Linked DNA regions of Sus scrofa: all the other regions are linked to region 2. The links are chromatin contacts, called in public HiChIP or PLAC-seq maps. All regions are on one chromosome and are shown on one strand. The core of a region is the stretch at or near the end of the contact, and the rest is flanking DNA. Distances in the headings are between cores, read along the strand shown. Region 1 overlaps PLXNA2 (plexin-A2). Region 2 holds the start of PLXNA2 (plexin-A2). Region 3 overlaps PLXNA2 (plexin-A2).

Region 1 (4,170 bases), core at 843-3,342, 81 kb after region 2:
GGCGCCCCTCCAGGCCCAGCCCAGCTGAGCTTCTCTCACGCATTCCTGAGCTTGTGCAGACTCCTGCCACCCTCCCTTGGGTTAGGGGTCAGCTTCTTAACACTTTTAATGGCTCCCCACAGCAGTTAGGATATACTCAGATTTCTGAGCAAGGTCCTGGCATCTGGCCCCCAGGAACAGCTCTGCTCCCCCGGCCCCCTCCCCACGCCGCCTCTGCCACACTCCCACCCAAGGTGCCAGCTGCACCAGGGCGCTTGCCTCAGTACCTGTTCCCAGCCCACACTTCAGCTCTCACCTCGCCAGCAAGCCCATCCCAGATCGGCCCCTTGGGTCAGTTGGGTCCTCGCTGTGGGTGAAGCACTTAGCAGGGCGGCTTTCTACGTGAGTTATTTCTGATCCTTTGAGGCCGTGTGCCCAGGCTCAGGTGTCACAGACTCTGGGATGGGACTACGTGGGTTCGAAACTGTCCATATGCCAGCAGTGTGACCTGGGACGAGTAACTTAACCTCTCTGGGCCTTCCTTTGCTCACCAGCCATATGAGCTACGAGTGATTCCCATCTCAGTGGGGTGGCTGTGGGCCTTTAACCCTTGTCGTGGGGGAGGCGCACAGAAGGGCCCCGCTTGGTAATATTTGTATTTCCCGTGTCATTGTCGTCTGCCCTTCTCTCCCGACTGTGAACTCCTGGGGGCCAAGAAGCACACAGAATTCATCTTTGTATCCCCCCTACAGAGATCCTGCTTCTGCTTCTTCCCGTTGTTTCTTGCAACTTCTCCCAGAAACACAACAGGTTCAAGCCAGAGGGCCACAGAGGCCTCCTGAGTAAATGCTAGTTTTCCTTCTTGGTAAACTGAGGCCCAGAGGCGCTGAAAGCCGGCTCCGATCACACAGCCAGTCGGCAAGGAAACTAGCCGTCAGTGCCGAGCCCTGGGTCTCGCTGAGGCTCTCCTGTGCCGGCACAAGTGCCCTTTCTCTCTGCTCTTTGGAGAACAGATGGCCAGTGTCAGCTCCAGCCTTCTCTTGGCATGTCGCTGGGCCACCCCTTCAGATGGCCCCTCCGCCTCTGCCCTCCCCGCTGATGGGCCTCCGTGGTCCTAAGCCCTTAGGCCCTTCCTAGTGAGATGGGAGTTCCTACCTTCCAGCCAGGGTGCTCATGTGCTTTAAATAGGGAGGCTCGGGCCAGGGTGGGGGCTTGGCCTCACCAGAGCTTCCAGGGACAGAGGAGAGAGGGGGACCAGGTCCAGCAGGCTCAGGCCGGCCCCGATCCTACCCGCTCCTGCACCTCCCCTGCCAGGCACCCAGGCTACATTCAGACTCCTCCCTTCACTGTGGATTGGCCACGATTGGGAAAACGCATTAGACAGGGCACAGAGCAGTTGACGCGTAATTAATAAAGTACAGATTTTGGCTGGAAGCCTCAACTTAAAATAGCAGCATGGCTGTGAGGAGAGCCAGGGCGGGGAGGGAGGCTCGGAAGACGGCCTGTGACCCGACAAGCGCCGAGACCCTTCTCTCTGTGAATAATAGGGTCACTTCTCTCTGAAATGAAGGAGGGAGGAGAAAGATAACAATTGCGTATGTTTTTTATTAAAAAGGGTGACACTGAGGCTCAGAAACATGAAACGTCTTGCCCCAGGACATGTTGTGCCAGCACTGAGCCAGAGACCCGAGCCTGGCCAGCCCTGTGACTCGCAGGTGGCAGGAGCCCGCCTGCGGTGTCTCTGGACCACTGTCTGGCGAGGGTGCACCTTCCAGGGCTGCTTTTAATTTGAGAGATGTTTTCATGGCATCTGGAGACAGCCTGTTCCCTCGCCGAGTCTCCAGAGAGGCTGCAGGGAGCTTCACATCTTCTTTGAAGAAGCAAAAAAAAAGCAAAAAAAACCCACCTTTTCTTCTGCCAGCAGGTTGAGAGAGCCCTTTGCTGCCGTTAACCAGCCATGTGGTGTGAGGGGAGAGGTGAGGAGGGGGCTCGAGGCCGCGGAAGGAAAGGGGAGAACAGGCTTCTGTGGTTAATTCAAATGCCTGGCCCCGGGGGCTTTCCCTGCTGAAGCTGGAGCCCTGCTGCTCTCTGCCAGCCGGTCCCAAACTGGCGTTCAGCACAGTGCAAATCTAGCCCAACTAATCAACCCTGCCAGGGCAGCATCACCTCGAGCCTGCCCATGGCTAAGAAACGACCCGAGGCAGACCTGAAAGAGGAGGAGGAGCGCCATCCCCAGAGGGAGGAGGCCACGGTGGAAGTTCCAGAATCTTCGAAATGAAATCATAGAGCCGAACCTTGACCCCCCAAAAGAACGTGAGGCAGGCAGGAAGCCCCACTGCCGTCTCTTCACTTGGAATACTTTCCTCTCGAAGAGTCAGAGATGAACTTGATCTTCCTGTTTCAAGAGCAGTGAGTGCGTGGGGGCGTGTGAGCGTCCATGAGATCATGAGGCCCGCAGGCCCTCGGGGAGCATGGTTAGTCCAGGAATCCTGTGGCATAAGGAAAGCCCCCCTGGCCTCTACGGCCTGATTCGCGTCGCATTCGTTCTCTATCCCGAAGCATAAGCACTGTCCTTGGCACACGGGTGGTCTTCGGAAATGCGCGTAGTCAGAGCTTCGCTCCACACCTCCCCGAGCCTCCGTGTACCCGTCTCTAGGATGAGGATAAAGAGGCCTCCCTTTCCCCAGGCTGTTGAGTGGATTGAAAGAGAAGCTGCTTTGAGTCCAGAAGCCCGACAGCAGCAGTGCGGTGATTTCAGGCCGCCGGTTCTCCAGGTTCCCCATTCTTCCCTCCCAGGCCTGGGTCAGCGCCAGCTTGATGGATCTGACACTCAGAGAGACACAGGGCGTTTCTGCCCCCTCCCTCCAGGCTCTCACGCCGGCACCCTTTGTTCTCAGAGATCCCGAACTTGAACCCAGAACCTTATACGGCTACATCTTCCCAGGGGGACATAGGTCAGAGAGTCAGAGCTGGGGGCCCAGCCATCAGCCAGGTTCCCAGCTCTAACTCTTTCTGCTTCTAGGAGGTTTTGTGCCAACGAAGGCGAGACGGGGCAGGGAAGACATGCGCCAGCTCTGGTGCCTCAGGAGTGAGGGGGCGGCTGGCGGAGAGGCAGCTTGGGTTTCGCTGGCATTCCAGCGCGGCCTTGGCTGTGCAGCTGAGTCGGAGCTGAGGAGCCTCAGCGCCGACTGTGGGCAAACCTGAAATAGCCCATCTGGAACCCATCCACGGCCAGCCTCCCTCCCTCCCCCACGCCCTGTGCTCAATGGAGGGGCCTCTGGGGGAAGCAGGGCCGGGGCCTTAACCAGCAGGTCGGGCCATCCCCCAGGTGCCAGCACACAGGCCATGCTGCTCCCTCCCAGCTCAGAAGGCACAGGTCCCCCGCACAGCAGCCTGGACCTCCCGAACCAGAGGGAGCTAACCTCAAGGCTGGGAGGAGCGCTGCCGAGAGGAGAAGGCGCCTCAGAGTTTGGGCCATCCTGAGCTTCTCCCAGGGACAGGTCCATGTCAGAAGAAGTCCGAGAGGGCATCAAGGGAGCACTGGGCTCTCAGCATCCTCACAGCCCTTGGCTGCCACGGTCCAAAGCTCCTCAGGTGTCTGGCGTCCCCAGTTTCTCACCCCCCCACATCCTCAGTGCCCAAACTCTCACAGGAAGGCTCCCAGGGCTGGAAGGCACGGCCTTCTGCAGCGACCAGGGGCAGCCAGCCGACAGCCTGGCACTTCCTCCTCTGCTCTGTCCAGGGGGTTTGCTGGGGACCTTGAGGGCGTCATTGGCTTTCTGAGGGGCTCAGTTTCTTCTTTTCTAATAGGACACGTGCCCTGGCAGGAGGGTCATGAGGGTCCTAGAGGAAAACGCAGTGATGGAGACGGAGCACGAAGGCCAGGGCCCGTGCATGCTCCCGCAGAGCAGATGACGATGCAGAGCGGGCACCACTTCCGCTGGGACAGGGCCCCAGGCGCCGTCCTCCGCCTCTCTGAGACGTTCTCCCAAAGCCTGAAGGAGAGGGATTTAGTTCCTCATTTTCTCGGCATCTTCCCTACCCCCCGGCTCAGTGGGAGTCACGGCCACCTTGTCGCCTCCGTATTGGATTAACCTCTGCTCATCACCCGTCGGGCACATGGGGTCTCCCCGGTCCTGCAGGCAGACACGCACCCCCTTCCCCATGAGCAGGAAGGAGACCCCCCACCCC
Region 2 (4,237 bases), core at 800-3,299:
GAAAAAATGAACTTATCAAAGGAGATAAAGAAAAATATAGGCGATATGATAATTGCCTGGAGGGGCACCAACAATAAATGCTAAAGAAGCTCGAAGAAAAGAGCACGTAGAGATCCGGAAAGATAGCTTAGATGGCTTTGCGGCTGCACAGGACACATCCAGGAATAACCAGTGAAAGTCCAAAAAAGACAAATTCAGCTAATTAACAAGGAAGAAAAAACTTTTGAAGAATTAGCTAATGTCTGTGGATGAAGTAAAATCCTACATATCCTCCAATACTGTACTGAATGGGTGATTGCTCAGGACAACCCGTGAGTCTACAATTCTTTTTTTTTTTTGAGACCCTGGCTGCTCTGAGAATTAGGTGAGCCTCCCTTTAGGGTTTCCCAGTGAATAGTTTTCTGTTTACACCGTTGAGAACTATGGCCACGAGAGGGCAGTAGAGAGCCTGCCGGAATACTTGGACGTGTTGAGTCAACTCGCCTGTGCTCTCATCGCGAGCAGGGACTACGCAGATCCTGCGAGCTCGCTGGGGTCTAGCTTGCAAGCCTCTTTCGCAAAGCCAGGCCCAGAGGCTGCGGAGATACCGAGACTCTACATGGCACGGGAGCAATGGTCGGCACTGAGGCATTGCCATCCGACATTCAGACCCCTCTCACTTTGGGTTATTAAAATAAGTTTTACCGCCACCGCTCTGATTCCCTTGCCCTGATTCCCTTGCCAGGCAGGCTCCCTGGGTCCGGATACAGAAAACTTCCCACTGGTCCCTGCCGCCCCCCCCCCACACACACACTTGCCAGATGCCCCCGATCCCTAATAGAGCTGGAAGCTTGAGAGCAGGGCTCATTTTTGCCTTATAAAAATTAGAATGAGTAACAACAACTTCAAACCTCATTTGACAGCTTGTTGGCTTTTTGAGATTCACGAGCAGAAGCAATTTGCCTGCACGTATTCCGAGAACCCCTTCTTAACCTCATCAGCCATGGCCGGTACCTCCCAACGCACCCCTCAAATTAAAGACCAAGAGGGAGGTGTGCAGGATGTGCGCGGGCACAGGTGGTGCTCCAGGAGGGGAAGCCCACGTCCCCACTGCCCTCACCCGCTCTGTCTGCGTCCTGAGCTCCGGCACCGGAGCCCTAGCCAGCTGGGCTTGCCAGGCCTCCACCCGGATCCCAGGCCCCGGGCAGGATTTTTGTTGCCCCCTCGGCCACTTAAGGTGGCCGGTGGATCCGGGCTGAGCCGGGCGCAGGAAAGCAGCGGGGCCGCCTCCCGATGCCCAGCCTCATTCTCCTTTGTTGACAGCTGGCGGAGGAGGAAGTCCGGGCGGGCGGGGTGGGGGCAGGGGCTGGCTGCGGCGGGCGGTGCCAGCGGCGGGCGCGGCCCCAGCCCGGGCAGGCGCGGCCAGCAAGGAAGGGGTTAACGCGCGCGGCCTCTATGATAATGAGCTGCATGGTAATATAGGGAGGCCGGCGCTGTGGGCTCTGCCGCCGCCGCCGCTGCCCGCCGGCCGCCGCCGCCCGCCGGCCGGAGCCTGAGCTGCCGGGCGGAGCGGCGTCCGCGCCAGACTGGAGCTGGAGGGCGGCGGAGCGCAGTTGCTGGGAATTTTTCAGCCGGGAGGCCAGGCGATCCGGAGAGAGAGCCCGCGAGCTCGGGAGCGGCGGGGAACGCGGGCGCCGGAGCGAGCGAAGCAAACCTCGAAATAGATCCGGAGAGCCAGGTTCCCGGAGGAAGTGGGACTGTGAGCGGACCGGGAGCGAGAAGGGAAGGAAGCGCCGCGATTGCTGATGTCAGAGGAGCCCGGAAAGTCGCGCTGGAAAAATCTGAAGACGGCCGGGGCTTTGCTGCTTCCCAAGGAGACACAGCGCCAGCCACCCCCCACGCCCCCTCGGCGCCTCCCGGTTCCCCCCGCGAGCCGGCGACAGCGCCCGGTGGGGCTGCTGCGGGGCGGCAGAGGACTGAGGGGCGCGCGGACCGGAGACCGAGGGGCCACTTCAGGAATACAGATAAGTGGCTGCTGGCTTGACGTGGATTTTAATGAATTTGGACTCCATGTGGGTTTGGTCGTCTCGGTGATCACGAGCTGCTGGCGGCGAGAGGGACCGCACGCCGGCCTCGGCAGCCGGCGGCCAAAGCGGCCGCACCGGGGACGGAAGGACAGACCGACGTCGCCGAGCTGGGTAAGCGGAGCCCGGGGCCGGGCGATCGGCGTCCGCGGCGCCCTCCGCCCGCTCCCCCGAAGCGCGCCCGCCTCCGCGGGTCTCGGCCCCGAGCCCCCGGCTCCGCCGCGGCGGGCGAGTCCCCGCGCGGGGTCGGCCACTTTCCGCGGGCCGGAGCGCGGCGCGCGCGCCTGGGCGGGCGGACTCGCCGCCGCCGCCGCCGCCGCCTCCCGCCCGGGCTTCCCCGCGGGCGCCCCGCTTCCCCGCCGGGCTGCGGGCGGGCGGCGCACCTGCCGGCACCCTGCGGCCCCGGGGGCCTCGGGGGCCCCGGGGGCGGGGGGCTGTCCCACGAGCTGCAGCCGGATGCGGGTCTCGGTGACCCTGCACGAGCGGGAGAGCCCGGGCCACTGTGGCCGGCGCTCGGTGTGGGGGCGTTCACGCTGGTCCAGGAGTCCCCGGAGGCCGCCGACTGTTCCTTCAGAGCCAGGGACTTGGGAATCAAGGGGAAGGTCCCCTTTGCGCAGCTTCCAGAGGCTCCGGGGAGAGATTCCAGGGCAGCGAATGGGACAAGTGCCCCATACCCCCCTCTGCGCTTCCTTCTGGTGAAGCCCCCATCTGCACCATCCCCTGGTTTGAGGTTCCAGAGATGGCTGGGGGCCCAAGGAGGAGCTCGGCCAGGGTCCCAGAAGCTCCTTATTAATCATTTTAGACTCTTTCCCTCCTTGGGCTTCTTGCCCCACCCCAGAAGTGATATGGAGATCTTAGAAAATTCTAGCCCTTTTTAGCCATCCCACAGGTCCCTGGATCCATATGGTAGTCATGGGCTGGCTGACCAAAGAGAGAGTTGTGAGAAAATGCTGTTCCAGGTCCCTGACAACTAGCCACCTGTTCGGCCTGACCCTTGCCCCAGAGGAGCTGCCCACTTCAACTCAGCTCAGAAGGGTAGAGAATGGGGGTGGGGTGGGGGACTTGAGGTTCCATGTCAGTTGCGTCTAGAAACAAGGGCCTCATGAAGTGGTCATGGAAGTCAGCCTGGGTCTCCTGTGGGGATCTAAGAGCCTAGTGTATGCCACTGCATATCCCAGGAGCGGATGTGCAAGGGGCAGAAGACAGGACCCCTTTAAGGCCCTGGTTTGGGGGCCCAGCAGCTCAGAGGAACCCGCAGGAATGTGGGCACCCACTCACGCCCTTCCTTGCTGAGCACAGTGGACAAAGTTCGGGCACAGCAGATGGAGATGGGCAGCTGGGCTGGGCTGGACCTCCTGGGAGCAGGAGCCAGGCTGAGCTCCCGCCTCCCCTCCCCACACAAGAGCAGGCTCCTGTCCTCCTGGGCTTCTTTCCCAGACCTTGAAACTTCACGCTTCCCTCTGGGCAGGCTTTGGATTCTGGGGCCTTCCACAGAGCCACGGGCCTGGAAGAGACAGCTGGGGCTGAGGAATTCAGCTATTCCTGATGGAAATACACAACTTTCGTGCATTCACCTCGAAGGCTGGCAGCCCTCTCCTCTGACCCCCCCCCCACCTGCCGGCACCTTTTGAACTCAATACCTGTGACCTCCCCTCCTTGGCCTGGGGGGTGAGGTGGGTCAGGAGGAAAGTAGGGAGCCAGGGAGACTCAGAAGAGGCTGTCAAGACACCCTAGCAGCGAGGTTGTGTTGCTTTTCCCTTCTTCCACCTGGCATCTCCGCCTTCATCCCAGCGCTCCCTCCTCCCTCCTCCGGGACCTGCCCTCCCTGCCAGTGCTCCCTCAGCCCTCCAGCTGACCCTCTTGGGGACCTGTTCATAAAGGGAGGGCGGGGCAGGCTGCCCTCTCAGCTCCCTCACTGTCCCAGGCAAATTGCATTAGGATGGAGCAAAGTGGCTTGCAATTAAATGGAAGTGACATTTGGAGCCCTGTGCAGTGGAGATGCTGCAGCCGAGGAGCAGCAGGATGGGACGTGGTGGAGTTTGGAAAGGTCCCCTCAGCCCAGGACCTCGAGTCAGGCAAGGGGATCCCATCTGGCCTTTCTGTTGGAATGGATGTAAGAACTGGGATCCCTCATAGGCTGGAGCAGGGCGGGAGGGCTGGTTGGCCTTTCAGGA
Region 3 (4,175 bases), core at 1,237-3,736, 100 kb after region 2:
CCCAGAAAGGGAATCTAAGTCTGTGCTCGGGGTGGATGGGAAAAGAGTTTGGGGATGGAAGCAATTATTCTATTTTATACTTTAATTAGTTTGAATTAGCAGAGGGAATAGAGGCATAAAATGATCCAGCGAAGGGTGAAATGGAAAAAGGGCGTCACAGCGGAGAAGAGCTCCATGCAGGCTGGAAGGGGCCTTGGGAACAGCAGAAGGGCTGGCGAGGGGTGTGTGTGTGTGTGTGCACACGCGGGCGCGTGTATTTAGGGTGCTTGAGGGCACAGGACGCTTTGAGGCCAGGAGAGGCAATACAGTGCCAGGGTTAAGGGCTGGAGCGGGGGTCAGATCAACCTCGACGCAGTCTGCCGCTGCATCCTAGGCCTGTGGCCTTGGGAAAGTCATTTCCCTTCTCTACACCTCAGTTTCTTCATCTGCGTAATGGGCCCAATAAGAGTTACTGTTTCGGGGATGGGGGCACTATAGTAACTCATCTAGCCCAGTGTCCAGTCAGTGGCAATGACTATTAGCATTGTCATGATGTAGTGGTAGCAGGGCTTCTGGGACCCCAGAAAGGGCTGGAAGCATCCCCACAGTAAGTCGTGGCTGAGACAAAGATCGCCGTCTCAGGCAAATACCTCCAACCTGACATTCCTGCTGCCGCCTCCCAAGGGACACCTCAGACGCCTCGGGCCTGGCCGAGTGACAGCAGCAGGCTGAGTCGGCCATAATCTGCTATTTATTTTTAAAACCCAGGAATGTGCCCAGCAGACTAAACAGTCTTGCTCCCCTTGATACAGGCCAAGGCGGCCCTGGGCGCATGTGAGAGGCCCAGGAGGCCGGTATTCCAAGCATCCGTGGAGAGGAAGGGGGGGACCCGAGCCCCGGTCACAGCCCCAAGTCTTTAGGCCCCTGTCCAAGTGCATGTGTGGACACACTGGGCTCTCCTTGGGCTTTGCCGTTTCTGACCTCCCCCAGTAAGGCAACCAAGCCTCAAGCTCGTTGCAGAAGATGGGGCTGTTATTCTCTGAGTAGTGGACACTCCGAGCCCAGTTCTGAAGGCCTGTAGGTGGGTCGGTCATCGGCCCATTTTCTTCTTAGGTATTTGCTAGGTAACAAACCACTTCACAATTGTGGGGCATAAAACCACCACTTCCGTACGATCACAAGCTGTGTGTGTTTGTTCAGTTCTCCGAAGAGGGCTTTTCTCTTCTCTGCAACATCTGGAGCCCCCACTAGATGACATGAGGGGCTTGGGGTGACTAGAACGACGCGGGCTAGAATGATCCGGGTACTTTCTCTCACAGGCCCGGGCAAGTGGGAACCGGCAGGCTGGGTTGGGCTGGGACCGCGGATCAGGGTGCCTCAGACAAGGGCTCTCCCGTTGTCTTGGGCTTCCTCACAGCATGGTGGCCTCCAGATGGTCCGACTTCCAGAGCACGAGAGCTCACAGGGTGCCGGGAGGGAGCGTTCCCGCAAATGAGACAGAAGCGTCACTGCCTTTCTCACAGAGTTCTCCTTTCCACCTGCCTCTTCACTGCCGCACCACCAGCCCCTCAGGCAGTTCTGATGCGTGCCAGGACCACGCTTTGAGAAACGAGGCTCAGGGAAGATAAATGCAAGGTTTCCTGTCTCCCGGGTCTTGAACCACCGAGCGTCAGAGCTGGTCAGGACTTCAGAGATCACCCGTCCTGAGCCCGGATGGGAAGCAGGCGGCCCCCAGGGCATGGAGCGGGCCCGCAGCCGTTATAGCTTGTGGATCACCCACCCCAAGCCCAGAGTCACCAGAACTGATTCCCCTGAACTCTCAGGGGCGTGCCAGTCGCTTTAAAGCTTTGCTGTTGATGGACTGAAGGTTGTGAAGGCCCCATCAAACGCGGCTCTGAAATGCCAGGGGGAACCGCGAGGGAATCCGTCAGGAGTGGGATCGTGCCACCTGGAAGTCGCCCGGATGATGGCGTGTGATTTTTTCAAAAAGGCATCCTGGCAGTCCTACCGTGGCACCGCCGCATCAGCCCACTCAGAAGCCGGTCCTCCTGGGTGACTCGCCTTCACATGCAGGGCACGGGACGTCACGCCCATGGGTGACGGGAAACTGACTTTCTCACCACCTCTGCCTTAAATCATTTCAGGGAGCTAGAGCAAGGAGAACTTTGCCCTGGAGTTCTTAGAAATCAAAATTATCTGGAAAGATCACAAGGCCACCCTTCTCTGAAGGTCTCAAGTGCAGGAGAGGCCACCCTTCTCTGAAGGTCTCAAGTGCAGGAGAGGCACCCCCCGCAGCTCCTTGCGCTGGTTTGAGACTCTGAGCCAGTCGGGAAGCGGGTGGAAAGCCAGAGCGGGCGCCTCTAGCAGAGGCCACCCCAGCAGTGTCCACCGGCTTCTCCAGGGAATGGATTTTGGTGTCCTTGGTCTGGGGGAAGCCCTGTCAACTACAAAGCTGGACCGAAGGCCAAAACTAGGAAGCATTTTCAAAGGGCCTATTGTGGTGTAAGCATGGTCCGTCTCTTACCTGGGGCCAGAGCCGCTGACCTGCCAAGCCCCTAGGCATCTCAAGACTTGGGGAGAGGGAAGAGAAAAACAAATGCGGGGAGCCGTACTTCCAGATGTCCCCTGCTCATTTATTTTGACATCTCAGACTATTATTTTGATTGTGCACGTTTGTTTAGTCCGGGCGATAAGGCTTCCCAGGGCGCAGGCAGAGCGTGCCAAGGTGTATTTTTACAAGGCGGTCGGTCGAAGTCTCTGTAACAGGAGCCCTGCCTGCTGCCTGGACCAGGAGGCCTGGGCTGAGCCGGGGGAGCGGGGGAGGGGGGGAACCCAGGAGGCAGGAGCTGGAGCAGAGCCTGAGGGACTTTGGGGAGAATTACAGAGTTTGCAGATTAGGAAAGTGAGGATAAGCGAGTTTCTGCTGTACTTTTGTTTTCAAATGTGTCACTTTCAATCCAAGCCTTGGCTGCGCATGTGTTTCTGGTTAAGGATGCAGGACCCCAGTGCGGCCCAGGAGCTGCGCGCGCCTTTTCCGCGGGAGGGGCCGAATCCTGCCTCCCGAGGGAGGGGGCACGGGCACTGGCGATCACCCCAAGCCTGGCTTTTAATTTTTCTCTCTTTCCTGCTCCCATTTCCAATGTCAGGGAACAAAGAGGCTGACACAGAGCTAGTTCCCTGGCTGTTGATACTCTCATTGGAGCATTTATTTTTATAAATATTTTCACATGAGGGAAAAAGGAAATGCAAACCCACCCTATTAATCAGACGCTTGGCTTGTTGTATTTAAGAGAGAAAACTCCAGCCTCTTATTTTAAAATCCTTCAGCTTGGAAAGAAATGACTGAACACAATGCCCAGGCTGGGAGAAGCAGTGCCAAAAACCCTCATTTCTCTAAATGGGCAGGGGGGCTGGAGACGCCTCTAATCCTTGGCAAAGGATGCGGTTTCTCTGTCTAGGTAGGATTGCTGAATGCTGACACTCTGACTGCCCAGAATGATGAAGAGATGGGAAATCATTGTACCTCAGTAGCAGAAAGACCCCCCCCCTCGTCTTAAAGATGAGAAAAAACGCTGCCCAGAGAGGGGAGTCACTTCCTAGATCATTCTCTGAATTAACCAGAGAAGCCAGAATTAATCCTTATTAATCTGGTCCAGCCTCATATTCTTTTCCCAACTTGACAACGCTTCACTCAGCCCTGGCAAGATAGAAAGCTGGGTGTGTTAAAAGAGTCTCCATTAACAAAAAAAAAAAAAAAATTAAAAAAAAAAAACCTGAGGGAGTTCCCATCATGGCTCAGTGGTTAACGAATCCGACTAGGAACCATGCGCTTGCGGGTTCGATTCCTGGCCTTGCTCAGTGGGTTAAGGATCCGGGGTTGCCGTGAGCTGTGGTGCAGATTGCAGATGTGGCTCAGACCCCATGTTGCTGTGGCTCTAGCTTAGAATGGCGGCTACAGCTCCAGTTGGATCCCTGGCCTGGGAACCTCCATATGCCGTGGGTGCGGCCCTAGAAAAGACAAAAAATAAATAAATAAATAAATAAAATAAATTAAAAAAACCTGAGCCCGAGGGAGCCCCTGAAGATGTTCCCTGAAGATTAAAATAGGGAGTGATTTGCATATCATTCGCATGCATAGACTCATTCGTTCAACAGACCACCAAGTGTCTGCCGTGTATGATGCATAGAGCCCTCCA

The links. HiChIP or PLAC-seq counts read pairs in DNA pulled down with a chosen protein or histone mark.
Region 1: an H3K27ac HiChIP or PLAC-seq map of skeletal muscle shows a contact between it and region 2. The contact joins the enhancer-like site here to the promoter of PLXNA2 in region 2. A contact is called at or near these places in 7 of 47 Hi-C or Micro-C datasets (embryonic fibroblasts, epiblast stem cells, fetal heart ventricle and 2 more) and 2 of 2 datasets of contacts at active chromatin or transcription factors (alveolar macrophages and skeletal muscle).
Region 3: a contact with region 2 is called in an H3K27ac HiChIP or PLAC-seq map of skeletal muscle. The contact joins the enhancer-like site here to the promoter of PLXNA2 in region 2. A contact is called at or near these places in 2 of 5 promoter capture datasets (fetal liver and liver), 19 of 47 Hi-C or Micro-C datasets (alveolar macrophages, embryonic fibroblasts, fetal liver and 9 more) and 2 of 2 datasets of contacts at active chromatin or transcription factors (alveolar macrophages and skeletal muscle).

What each region holds. Positions count from the first base shown.
Region 1 is chr9:134,663,704-134,667,873 of Sscrofa11.1, forward strand. The region is part of intron 6 of PLXNA2 (plexin-A2); the gene reads left to right. Among named protein-coding and RNA genes, the nearest start is that of PLXNA2, 81 kb to the left of the region's middle. Within about 2 kb of position 2,093, at least 27 of the 83 cell types and tissues checked have an H3K27ac peak or open chromatin away from gene starts, as enhancers often do. A contact at or near this core is called in embryonic fibroblasts and skeletal muscle, where this site is marked.
Region 2 is chr9:134,582,711-134,586,947 of Sscrofa11.1, forward strand. It overlaps PLXNA2 (plexin-A2), which reads left to right and starts at 2,050. Exons shown (of 35, transcript XM_021063894.1): 1 at 2,050-2,177.
Region 3 is chr9:134,686,840-134,691,014 of Sscrofa11.1, forward strand. The region is part of intron 7 of PLXNA2 (plexin-A2); the gene reads left to right. Among named protein-coding and RNA genes, the nearest start is that of PLXNA2, 100 kb to the left of the region's middle. Within about 2 kb of position 2,487, at least 4 of the 83 cell types and tissues checked have an H3K27ac peak or open chromatin away from gene starts, as enhancers often do.